Regions from separate parts of the Mus musculus genome. Here all the other regions are linked to region 1. A link is a contact called in public HiChIP or PLAC-seq data. All regions are on one chromosome and are shown on one strand. The core of a region is the stretch at or near the end of the contact, and the rest is flanking DNA. Distances in the headings are between cores, read along the strand shown. Region 1 has its middle 520 kb from the start of Gm25833. Region 2 has its middle 380 kb from the start of Gm25833. Region 3 has its middle 290 kb from the start of Gm25833.

Evidence for each region. HiChIP or PLAC-seq counts read pairs in DNA pulled down with a chosen protein or histone mark.
Region 2: a RAD21 HiChIP or PLAC-seq map of pro-B cells shows a contact between it and region 1, with 2.5 times the contacts expected there. The contact joins two enhancer-like sites. A contact is called at or near these places in 1 of 15 datasets of contacts at CTCF or cohesin (pro-B cells) and 1 of 115 datasets of contacts at active chromatin or transcription factors (large pre-B cells).
Region 3: a contact with region 1 is called in a RAD21 HiChIP or PLAC-seq map of pro-B cells, with 4 times the contacts expected there. The contact joins two enhancer-like sites. A contact is called at or near these places in 1 of 15 datasets of contacts at CTCF or cohesin (pro-B cells) and 1 of 484 Hi-C or Micro-C datasets (cortical neurons).

What each region holds. Positions count from the first base shown.
Region 1 is chr6:69,050,142-69,054,329 of GRCm38.p6, forward strand. It overlaps Igk and the pseudogene Igkv13-78-1. Among named protein-coding and RNA genes, the nearest start is that of Gm25833, 520 kb to the left of the region's middle. Within about 2 kb of position 2,865, at least 1 of the 459 cell types and tissues checked has an H3K27ac peak or open chromatin away from gene starts, as enhancers often do. A contact at or near this core is called in pro-B cells, where this site is marked.
Region 2 is chr6:68,913,861-68,918,268 of GRCm38.p6, forward strand. It overlaps Igk. Among named protein-coding and RNA genes, the nearest start is that of Gm25833, 380 kb to the left of the region's middle. Within about 2 kb of position 1,846, at least 1 of the 459 cell types and tissues checked has an H3K27ac peak or open chromatin away from gene starts, as enhancers often do. A contact at or near this core is called in pro-B cells, where this site is marked.
Region 3 is chr6:68,825,115-68,829,443 of GRCm38.p6, forward strand. It overlaps Igk. Among named protein-coding and RNA genes, the nearest start is that of Gm25833, 290 kb to the left of the region's middle. Within about 2 kb of position 2,182, at least 1 of the 459 cell types and tissues checked has an H3K27ac peak or open chromatin away from gene starts, as enhancers often do. A contact at or near this core is called in pro-B cells, where this site is marked.

The DNA of each region.
Region 1 (4,188 bases), core at 1,615-4,114:
CACATCCCCTGCATGTATATTTTGGCGTCCACTTTCATTTATTTATGAGATTCCCAAAGTATGCAAATAAATATTTCTCCAACTCTTCTGTTCTGTTGGATTGCTGTGTCCAATTTCAATGTGTGTAGTGGTGATGGGTCACAGCAATATCATAAACTGAAAATGTTCCTCCTCAGCCAAGCAGATGGGGTTTTAAGAATTGTCTACTAAGTAAGTCCTTCCTAATTCTCTGATTTCTATAAATTGAACCCTAAAGAATATGATACAGAACAGATGAAAGCTGAGGGAATTTATAGGGCAAAGGACCTTACTCCCCATTCTATTTGGAGAAAATTGATCTAGGGTGTGTTCTGGAAAGACTTGGGTGTTCATATTATATTAATTCATGTTCCATAATTAAAGAAAGAGGCATATTTTCTAATTTTGTTTTATGTCCATAGTTGTTTTGCTGGCATGAATGACTATGCATCATATTCATAGTCCAAGGAATCCAAAAGGAGGTGTTAGATGGTGAATATTCTGCAACTGGAGTTACAGAGATTTGGGTTTCCAAGTGAGTTGTGGTTGCTGAATTCAGGACCATCTCTCTAGCCCTGGAGAAAGATAATTTGTTAAAGTCACCAGTATCACTACTTGCCCCACATACTAAGGAACTGTGGACAATATTATTAAATGGCAGAAAACAGGTTTTGAACATAAGTAAAAACTCCAAACCAGAAATACATTGTAGTCTATTCAGTGGTTTAGTAAGAATAAAACCTGTACATTTTCCCAAGATGGTTCAACAAATGACATAGAATTAAAAATGAAAATTTACTATAGGGATGTTTCAAATGGCTACATTGTTTAAGTGCACTTGGTAAATGACAATCTCCACCCCATCCCCACATCCTGCCGCCATGATTTATTTGGTACAATAAGTGAACTGACATCCTCCTGATAGAAGTGCTATAAGTATAAACATTTGTGAGTAAGTGTTCAAGTTGCAAACAGTTGTTCTCTTCATGTTACTCATATAGAGGAGAAAATGAAATATCACCAGTGCCAATATCTATTACAATGCTGAAAATGTATCAAAAAATCTTTCATAATGAGGTCTGCCATTGGCAAAAATAATTGGCAGCAAATTTTTCAATATTCTATTATGGGAGACCCGGGCACAGCACAGTAGAGTTACTAAGAAAAATTAGCCCTTCCCAGGCCCTGATTATTTGGTTCGGTCCACTATTCTCACTTGGAACTGTTTGTTGGTCTTGTTGTACCCTATCCAGGAGTCAATCAATGTCTGGTTACAGTACAGTCATAAAGCTTCCCTCCCAGTTTTTGGTGTCCTTGCTGATTTTGATCGCAATTATTGAAGGATGACTATGTGTATTCTTTAACCATTTGCAATCATGACTTGGAACTTCAGAGAAATCATTTTTGTCTTGATTAAACAAGTATATTGTTTGTATGATTCCAATTACAAGCACAATATTTGGCATCAAGTTGACCCAATCCCCATCCCACTCATCCGCATAAGTACAGGAGTCACCATTAATTGCATGACAAGTTAGGAGATTAATATATCATTAGCTTGTTATCAGCAGAAACCAAGGAATGCTCTAAAACTCCTCATATACCGCACATTCAGGTCGAAATCGGGTTCCTTCAAGGGTTAGAAGTCGTGGGTCATTTTGTAGTTTCATATTCTTTTCTATTTTTCATCTAGTAGATGGACACCTTTAGAAATAAAAATCAAAAGTAATAAAATGGCGGTTGTGTTCTCTTAAATGAAAGACAAATATTATACATTAGATGGCTTGTGGTTATGCCTAAGGCTCCCTGTTCTGTGATTTTTCATGAAATTCTGTGTTTATGAAATAATGGACGCTTTTCTTTAAGAATATGAGATTGTGATGTCCAGGCTACAGAGGGATGGAATAAATATAATTTAGTCTACTTTTCTAATAATGAGTGTAAAACTGCCATGGAATAACTGTGTGTTAGGTGAGTCTTTTGTAGGTGAATATAAACATTTATTTCACATTGTAGTGAGACCAACCATCATAAGCTAGCAAGAGAAAACATATTTTGAACTTTGAGTTTTATCTACTTATGTCTATGTCTTTATGCCATGTGTATATGCCAATACCCTTAGAATCTTTGTTATTGTAGTCTGCCATTGTGATATATACCTGTTGATTTGTAATGAGCTGAGGCCTCTCTAGCTAGTGTTTAAGATACTAATCTCACTACACCATAAATGAAGCCAATAGTGTCAGTAAATCATAAGATTTTCTAATATTTCTTGGTACATGCTTGAATAAGAACCCTTATTTAATAAATGTGATGAATCTTTCCTTTTGACAGTTTTGTTTTGTTCCCATTATACACAGCCAAGGTATCAGAACAATAGATTAAGGCATTGCTCTTTTTCATATCTATAACAATAGTGCTATTTAGGATATATTGTTAGTGTGTATGTATGTGTGTGTACATTGATTATGTATGCTTGTATGTGTCCACATGGTTTGTGTGTGTGTGTGTGTGTGCGTGTGTGTGTGCATGTGTGTGTGTGTATTTGTGTGTGTGTTTGAATTATAAATTTAAACGAAAAGAATTTTAGGAGAAGAATGGTTTTTTAGTGTATAAAGAATTTCTCAGGACATTGAAAGATGTACATAATTTTCTGTTATCCTTTAGGCATCTTGTAGGAGAGGGAGACTCAAGAAGACTTTTATCCCTTTTTTCAGTCTCCTGTGAGCCAAATAGGAACAAAGAACACAGAGATGAAATAAAAATCTTCTGTTGTTTTGAGAGGTCTATTCTACTCAAGGCAGTCTGTTGGGCCTCTGGGGAGGCAAGAGTATTAACTGTAAGAAGTATGGAATCCCTAAGGGTCACTATGCATAACACAGTAAGTTAGAACTGAAAGTATGATGTTATAAGAAGACACCTTCTGTTTCCACTCTTCTTCACTGTATTATTAAATGTGATGAATAGCACTTTCTGTAGTGTACATGTCAAAATAGTTTATAATAGGAAATGAATGCAACTGGCTGTAATATGACTGAACTACAGCTCACCATTAATAATCAGAGTTAATTGTAATAATGAATTCCAGAATCATTTTAGTTAACAAATCTTAGAGACATAAGGTCACACTAATGAGCAACATATTTGAAGACATTTGAAGAACAAATTCACAAACAAAAACCCTGAGAATTTATACTTCCTTTGAATAAATGTCATAGTCTCACTTGAACAAATTTTGACATGATTAAATATTGTAAGTTGAAGAGTGCAGACTGGAGGAGATTGTACATAATACAAAGACTTTTAAAAATATTATGTTTATCCTAATAGTTTTGCATCAAACATCATTCAGAGCCAGTTACAAAGTGATATATGTTGTCAATGTTCCATCTTATGATGAATACCTTCCACTATGCTTTTTCCTTTGAGCTAAATATTCTCTTTTTTGTTTCTTTCTTACTTTTTTTTTTTTCGTACAGGGTTTCTCTGCGTAGCTCTGGCTGTCCTGGAACTCACTCTGTAGACCAGGCTGGCCTTGAACTCAGAAATCCACCTGCCTCTGCCTCCCGAGTGCTGGCATTAAAGGTGTGCACCACCACTCCTGGCCCGAGCTAAATATTCTAATGAGTTTTGTTTTTAAATTTGCTTTTCCTTAATCTTACTCCCTCTTTTTAATTTTTACAATATTCAAATTTTGGTCAACAGCAAAATTGAAGCTTCTGGTGCAAAGTATTCACAATTAAATGAGTATTCATACTGACATTTTATAACCCTAAACTCATCATTGTACTTTTCCCCCAGACATCTGTGGGCTGAGCTTCATTCAGAAATCTACTACCCACTTTTCTAGCACACCAGATAGAACTAGGTAAAGAGAAACACTCTATACTTGCTTCTCCTGTGGGCTCTTTTACGATTAACTTGATTTTCTCATAGGTGAGCTAAGGAAGTCTACATAGTTGTGACTTTCTTTCCACATATTGATTCAGAAAGAATATCTTGGTTTCTAACTCATCTAAATAGCAGAGCAAGGAGAAAACACTGGAACATACTTACAAGAATCCTTTCAGATGGTCATTATTTTTGTGGTGAATAAAATATAGGTTCCAGGATGAAGTAACAAATCCATTGAATGTTTATGATATAGAACTGTAAGAGCATTTCACCAAA
Region 2 (4,408 bases), core at 596-3,095, 140 kb before region 1:
ATCCATCCAATAGCTGAATTGAGCATCCACTTCTGTGTTTGCTAGGCCCTGGCATAGCTTCATAAGAGAAAGCTATATCTGGGTTCTTTCAGTAAAATTTTGTTAGTGTATGCAATGGTATCAGTATTTGGAGGCTAATTATGGGATGGATCCCTGGGTATGGCTGTCTCTAGATGGTTCATCCTTTCGTCTCAGCTCCAAACTTTGTAACTCCTTCCATGGGTGTTTTGTTTCCAATTCTAAGAAGGGGCAAAGTGTCCACACTTTGGTCTTCGTTCTTCTTGAGTTTCATGTTTTGCAAATTGTATCTTGTATCTTGGGTATTCTAAGTTTCTGGGCTAATATCCACTTATTAGTGAGTACATGTGATGTGAGTTCTTTTGTGACTGAGTTACCACACTCAGGATGATGCCCTCCAGGTCCATCCATTTGGCTAGGAATTTAATAAATTCATTCCTTTTAATAGCTGAGTAGTACTCCATTGTGTAAATGTATCACGTTTTCTGAATTCATTCCTCTGCTGAGGGACATCTGGGCTCTTTCCAGCTTCTGGCTATTATAAATAAGGCTGATATGAACATAGTGGAGCATGTGTCCTTCTTACTGGTTGGAACATCTTCTGGATATATGCCCAGGAGAGGTATTGCGGGATCTTCCAGTAGTACTATGTCCAATTTCTGAGGAACCACCAGACTGATTTCCAGAGTGGTTGTACAGGCTTGCAATCCCACCAACAATGGAGGGGTATTCCTCTTTCTCTACATCCTGGCCAGAATCTACTGTCACTTGAATTTTTTATCTTAGCCATTCTGACTTGTGTAAGGTAGAATCTCAGGGTTGCTTTGATTTGCATTTCCCTGATGATTAAGGATGCTGTGATCTAAACAGTCCTATATCCCTTAAAGAAATAGAAGCAGTCATTAGTAGTCTCCCAACCAAAAAAAAAAAAAAAAAAAAAAGCCCAGGACCAGATGGGTTTAGTGCAGAGATCTATCAACCCTTTAAAGAAGATCTAATTCCAGTTCTTCAAAAACTATTCAACAAAATAGAAGGAGAAGGTCCCTTACCCATTTCATTCTATGAAGCCATAATTACTTTGATACCTAAACCACAGAAAGACCCAACAAAGATAGAGAACTTCAGACCAATCTCCCTTATGAATATCGATGCAAAAATACTCAATGAAAGTCTCCCTAACCAAATCCAAGAACACATCAAAACAATCATCCATCCTGACCAAGTAGGTTTCATTTCAGGGATGCAGGGATGGTTTAATATATGGAAATCCATCAACATAATCCAGTATATAAACAAACTCAAAGACAAAAACCACATGATCATCTCGTTAGATGCGGAGAAAGCATTTGCCAAAATCCAACCCCCATTCATGTTAAAAGTCTTGGAAAAATCAGGAATTCGAGGCCCATACCTAAACATGATAAAAGCAATCTACAGCAAACCAGTAGCCAACATCAAAGTAAATGGTGAGAAGCTGGAAGCAATCCCACTAAAATCAGGGATTAGAGAAGGCTGCCCACTTTCTCCCTACCTCTTCAACATAGTATTTGAAGTCCTAGCCAGAGCCATTTGACAACAAAAGGAGATCAAGGGGATACAAATTGGAAAGAAAGAAGTCAAAATATCACTTTTTGCAGGTGGTAGTATATATAAGTGACACTAAAATCTCCACCAGAGAACTCCTAAACCTGATAAACAGATTCAATGAAGTAGCTGGATATAAAATTAACTCAAACAAGTCAATGTCCTTTCTCTACACAAAGGATAAACAGGTTGTTTTCTAATCTTAATGTTATTATAGTTCTAGGGTTGGTGATATTGACTGAATATATATGTGATTGTGCTGCCATCTAGCTGTTAAGATAGCCAAAATGAAGGCAGGGTTGCATAATGTCCATTTTGGAGTCTAGAAGAAATACTACATTTACAGTGATGTGTGCCAAGTAGTTGTGTGTTTAGAAAAATAAACAGTACAATGACAAGTGGGGCAATTCTTTTCTTCCAGTAGTTATAGACATAATGAAAATTAATGTTAATACAGACACATTCACACAAATACCATATTTCTTGTCATTATGAAATGAAAAACATAGACATTACCTATTATCTGTTTTACAGTGAGATTACAAAAAAGATTAAATAATATAGAACTTAGTTTTGGAAATTATGGTACCACTTCATTTAATATAAAGCCATAATATAAAGAACCGTAGAATAACCAATGAAGTTTTAAAAGGATGGTACACTATGATGTTATTTTGTAATCGTGTGGCTGCTCTTGAGTTATAGATTGTGGCGACTGCTCACAATCAAGGGAGAGTAGTGATACCATTTACTATGATATAGTACATGTTAAATACTTGCAATCGGAAATCAGGCTTTCATTAAAAAATGCAATAATTTGGTAGCTTTATAAATAGGAAATGTTACTTACCTGATGTACTGAATGTATAATTGGTAAGTTAAGAAACATTATATTGATTATCTCTATCATTTCAACACCAACTGAACTGTATAGACCTCACTGAGATTCCCCACCTGGCATAGCTGCTATTTTTCATTCTTAAATGGGAGACAGCTTGCCAAAATTGTATTATGGTGTACAAACAGTGCAGTTTTTTCATATTTACATCTTTATCTTTTATTTTTTTTGTAAATTTTGTCATCTCTTTGATCTGAAATTCGATTAAGGATTAGGTTGAGTTATTTTATAATCATTTTCTTAACTTTTAGCCACATACTGTTTGCCGCATAAATACATACAAATCCACACACAGTCCTTGATCTTTCTCAGCTTCATGCTTTCATATTCCCCTCTATTTATACATAAATACAGTTTGGTCAATTCATATATTTTAGATAAGTAATATGCAACTTCTCTTTGTAACAGATAGAAACTATTCTTAAAAAAAAACCAACAATATGAACTAACCAGTACCCCCCAGAGCTATGTCTCTAGTTGCATATGTAGCAGAGGATGATCTAGTCAGCCATCAATGGGAGGAGAGGCCCTTGGTATTACGAAGATCATATGCCCCAGTACAGGGGAATGCTAGGGCCAGGAAGTGGGAGTTGGTAGGATGGGGAGCAGGTTGGGGGGGGGGGTTGGGGATAGCATTTGAACTGTAAATGAAGAAAATATCTAATAAACAATGCCTTGATTAAAAAAAAACACAAATGATCAAAATGCAGAGATTTGGAGATCATGTGGTAACCATTCCCAAATGATCAAATGACAACACAATTACTTCACCTATACCCCAGGGATAGAAACACAGTGGGTAGAAATATTTCAAGTGCCAGAGAAGTTGTAGATTTTCTCTAAGATTTTGTGATGATTTGAAAATGCTCAGCCCAGGGAGTGGCACTATTAGAAAGTTGGGCCTTTGGAGTAGGCGTGTCACTATGGGTATGTCTTTAAGACCCTCATGCTAACTGCCTGGGAGCCAGTATTCTGCTAGGAGCCTTAAGATGAAGATGTTGAACTCTCAGCTCCTCCTGCACCATACTTGACTGGATGCTGCAATGTTCTCACCTTGAAGATAATGGACTAAACCTTGGAACCTGTAAGAAAGCCCCAATTAAATGGTGTCCTTATAAGAGCTTCTTTGGTCATGGTGTCTGTTCACAGCAGTAAAACTCTAACTAAGAAAGACTGTGTCTCCTAGAAACACCAGAGAAGCTGTACCCAGATGGTCCAATGGTTGGTTCATAAACAAGACTTGAGCAAGGATGACTCCTGCATACATACAAACATTGAAATGGGAATTCTTGTGGGGATTCTGCCCTAGATAAAGAACTATGGGTAACAGGAAAATCAGAGAATAGGAGAATTAGTTCTCTTAACTGAAATAGACCCCCTGGGTTGGTTTTCCAATATCAAGTGATCAGCAAAACAGGGCTAATATTTTTAACTCTCTATTTTCCACTTTTCTTTACCCCAAAGGACACTAGCAATAGGGAAAGTGATTTTCTGAGTTTTGTTTGATGGAACATGTCTGGGGACCCTAGACCTTCTCTTCCTGCTACATTTGTACCTGATATAATCTGTCTTCAAGGTAAAATGATCTGAATATTACAACATAAAAATAATACAGGCTATTGCTACTGGTATTGGATTCTTAATAAAACTTGTAGTAGGACTGTATTGATGAGTAGAATACACATTTGGGGCACAAGACATAACAAAATCAAGTTGCTATGGACAAAGGACCTTCTAATAAAATACTAAAGCTGGATAAATCACCCTTTCTATGGTGTGATGTCATTTTATAATACATGAAGATTTTCTGATAATGGAACATTTATGTAAACATACAAATGTTCATATATTTGTTTTCTATATTTTTGTTTACTTTGGTTATTGATAATTAATTTTAATTAATCAGAA
Region 3 (4,329 bases), core at 932-3,431, 230 kb before region 1:
CTAAGAAGCCTTATTTGTAATAACCAGAAGCTGGAAACAAAACAGATGTTCCTCAACCAACTATAGATACAGAAAATTAGCTATTTTTATACAATGGAATACTGTTCAGCTATTAAAAATGAGGACATCATGAATTGTGCAGGCAAATGAATAGAACTAGAAAATATTATCTTAAGTGAGGTAACCCAGATACAAAAAACCACACATGGTATGTACTTACTGATATGTGGATATTAGACCACTTATACTTCCTACAGATGGTAAGAAGTGTAGCAAACAGAACTGCTCAAGTGAGGAGGTTTCAACTCCACTAAGAGGGAAGGAAATATTCATGTAATGTGGAGGGAGGGAGGGAGGGACCCGGGAGCGAGAGGGGAGGGGGAGGTGAAAGGAGAATATATATAATATATATATGTATTTAAAACAAGAGTTGATATATATATATGTGTGTGTGTGTGTGTGTGTGTGTGTGTGTGTGTGTGTGTATATGTATATATAGTAGTAAAATATAACCTTAAATTTGTATCAAAATAAAATAATCTATACCAATATAAAATACTTGACTTTTTTGGCTGTCCTGGAACTCACTTCGTAGACCAGGCTGGCCTCGAACGCAGAAATCCGCCTGCCTCTGCCTCCCGAGTGCTGGGATTAAAGGTGTGCGCCACCACGCCCGCCCTGGTCTATCATACTTATATACTTCCTTTTCTCTTTTCATCACCTCTTTCCCAGTTTACCCCTAACAATAGACAAAGAAGTTTAGAGGAAAGAGAAAGGGATCCCTGAATCTAAGTGCCTTTAGTTCATTTCCTCTCTTACCAAGACCGTTAACAATGTGACCAACCCCAAACCCTTAAATGATGACAAACTTCCTTCACCCACCAAATGACGAAAAACCATCCAACACACATCTTGGAAATGGGGGCATTGTTCTTTTAAAATTTCTTCCTGCTATCTGAAGGGGACAGCATCTTTTAGGGCCTCTATGAAATTTCTGGTTTATAACCTGCTATTCCTGATTTATTGGCATCTGTATAAAAGGTAGGAGCTTTAGAAATTATTGTTGTTCATATTATATGAAGAAGAATCCAATTAGTTCTCTTTTTTTTAAATTCTTTAATCTTTTTTACAGTCCAATCCTTATCTACCTCCTAGTTCACCCTCTGACTGTTCCTCATCTCATCCTATATCTTCTCCTACCGCCCCCTGTCTCCAAGAGAATATCCTTACACCCCAACCCTCACCCCACCAGACTTCCCCATTTCCTAGGGCATCAAGTTTCTTGAGGGTAAAGTGCATCTTCTCTGACTGAATCCAGACCAGAGAGTCCTCAATGTATATGTGTTAGGATCCTCATATCAGCTGGTGTATGCTCCCTGGTTGGTGGTTAAGTGTGTGAGAGATCTCGAACGTCCAGGTGAGTTGAGACTTCTGGTCTTCCTATAGAGTCCTCCTCCTCCTCTGCTTCTTGCTTTGGGGGTATTTGTTGATAATTTCTCTCAAAAAATCATTGTGATGTCTTTGTTAATCTTAACTGATTACTCATGGGTTAATTTCATTATTAGTATATGGCATAATCTCTGCTGGGTCTGTTCCTAATAACTGATGTAAGTCTTTTTCTCCTTTTGACAATTAAATCAGAAAACTTTTCTATATGAGTTTTAAATATTTTATTGTTTATGTCTAATCTGTAATCAATTTTCTTCCTCCCTCCCTCCCCCCACTCTCTTTCTTTCTTTCTTTCTTTCTTTCTTTGTTTCTTTCTTTCTTTCTTTCTTCCTTCTTTCCTTCCTTCCTTCCTTCCTTCCTTCCTTCCTTCCTTTCTTTCTTTCTTTCTTTCTTTCTTTCTTTCTTTCTTTCTTTCTTTCTTTCTTTCTTTTCCTTTGGCAAGGAATGATTTTTTATTGGGACAGAGATATCCCAAGGTAATTAGGCTTAGGCTCTGGACCTGCAAATTTCATTATGTGATTTTTTTTATTAGATGTATTCTTTACTTAAATTGCAAATGTTATCCCCTTTCTTCATTTCCACTCCAAATGCCCCCATCCTAACCCACCTTCCCTTGCTTACTAACCCACCCACTCCTGCTTCCCTGTTCTGGCATTCCCATATGCTGGAGCATAGAGCCTTCAAAAGACCAACTTCCTCTCCTCTCATTGATGTCCCACAAGGCCATCCTCTGCTATGTATGAGGCTGGAAACATGGGTTCCTCTTTTTGCATCCTTTGATCAGTGGTTTTGTCCCTGAGAGCTATGGGGGTACTGGTTGTTTCATATTGTTGTTCTTCCTATGAGGCTGCAAACCCCTTCAGCACTTTGTGTCCATTTTCTAACTCTTCATTGGGAACCCTGTACTCAGTCTAGTGGATGGTTGTGAGCATCCACTTCTGTAGTTGTCAGACACTGGCAGAGCCTCTCATCTATACAAGCTGCTTGATTTCTGTTAAATGACTTAAGTTTTGATTAGCTGTTTGTCCTACCAGGGTTTAATTTTTCAAGTTGCTTTCCATAACACTTTTTCTGTGGTTGACATTAAACAAATTCCTCACATTGTTTCTTTGTCAGGCCTTGAGCAAGGCCTCTTAGTTTTCCAACATTAAAGAATGTTCACAAATATCTGTGGAGGACATTCATAGGTCCTCTGTCTGTTCCTTTCACATTGTCTACATATCATAGGAAACTTTCTCCCTGAATCATTAGAGAAAAAAAAATCTGTATTAACTGTTTCTCTTTGGTCCTTTATGGATTGTCCTGATCTTTCACAGCTGTAGCAATAGGCAATTTTAGGTTTTATATCTTTTGTAATTGTCCACCCATAACTGAATTGTGAGCATTAGATTCAATATCCACAATAGTTTTAATTCATAAAACTATTAAATAGGTACAAATGTGGCTCTTAAAAGTCTCATAGCTTTTTGCATTTAGCATTAGCATTTTCAAAACCTAAAGATACAATTGAACTTTCTCTAAAAGTTGGATATAATATTGTTCCATTTAGAACTGTAGTTGATACTTGTTAAAACTCGGTGAAAGACTCATATGAACCCTGGAATGTCTTTATTAATGATTCGGACCTTCCCTGTTGTTCATCCTTGTCTCAAGTATTTAAAGCTATTATATAACAGTGTTCTAAGATGGCATCATCAAGCATTATCTGTACTCTTAACTCAGAAAATTGATTTCACTAGTAATTGGTCCTTGACAATATCAATGCCTCCAGTTCTATTTTATTGTTCCACAATGAAATCTCATCTTTCCATCATGTTAGCCATTGTAGTTGAGGGCCAGGTTCTAATATGGCTGATATAAAATCTCTCCAATCTTTTGGACTTACATGATTTTGGGTAGCCCAGTTATGAATGGAAGCCATATGTTGTTTTGCTTAATTAAATTTCTTTCAGTCTGATGCCTCTAAGGACCTCTATTCAAATTCTTGATAACCTTGTGTACTCTGATAATCTAGGGCTAATTCCCCATTATTATAGCTAGAAAAAAATCATTTTAGTTTTTTAATGGATTTAGACTGCAGTTTTGCAGTCTTATCACAAGGTGGCAATGAAGACTGTATATTAGACTCATCTGAAAATTATGATTTCAGAGGATTGTCTAAATTTTTTTTTTTGAGACAGGGTTCTCTGTATAGCCCTGGCTGTCCTGGAGCTCACTTTGTAGACCAGGCTGGCCTCAAACTCAGAAATCCACCTGCCTCTGCCTCCTGAGTGCTGGGATTAAAGGCATGCGCCACCACGTCCAACTGGATTGTCTAATTTTGTTCTATTGTCTGTAATTTAGCATGGGTTATTTCAGGTCTTTTCTTACCCAGTCTGCTTCATTCTGCTCTCACTTTAAGTGCATGCATAAAATTGTAATCATTATGAAAAATATTATTTCTATGGTAGTAATCAAAACAAAATTACTTGAGACCCATATACCCTCTGTCACTAAGTTTTTCATTTTTAACACAGAAAATATTTCCTTTTTAATCTCTCTCTTTTTCCTACAAAGATTTCATTTTAGTATTGTCAATTGTTTCTCTCTATGATTTTTACCGGCTTGTTTTTTTTTTTTTTTCTTTAGCTCTTAAGCACAAATCCAAACATACTTACCTGATCAAAAGTTTGCCTGTGCTCAGGTACCTAGATTTTCAGTCTTGGCTTGGATTTCTTCTTCTTGCAAATCTTGTTGCTCTTTCTTAGCCGATCAGCTTAACACATGGTGACTGCTGGCTCTGCCCCCTCACCTTGATCCACTAGGCCACCCCCCTTGTTCTGCCTCAGCCACTCCTCAAATAGGGAAGAACTAATTGTAAAGCCACCAGAGAAACCATAG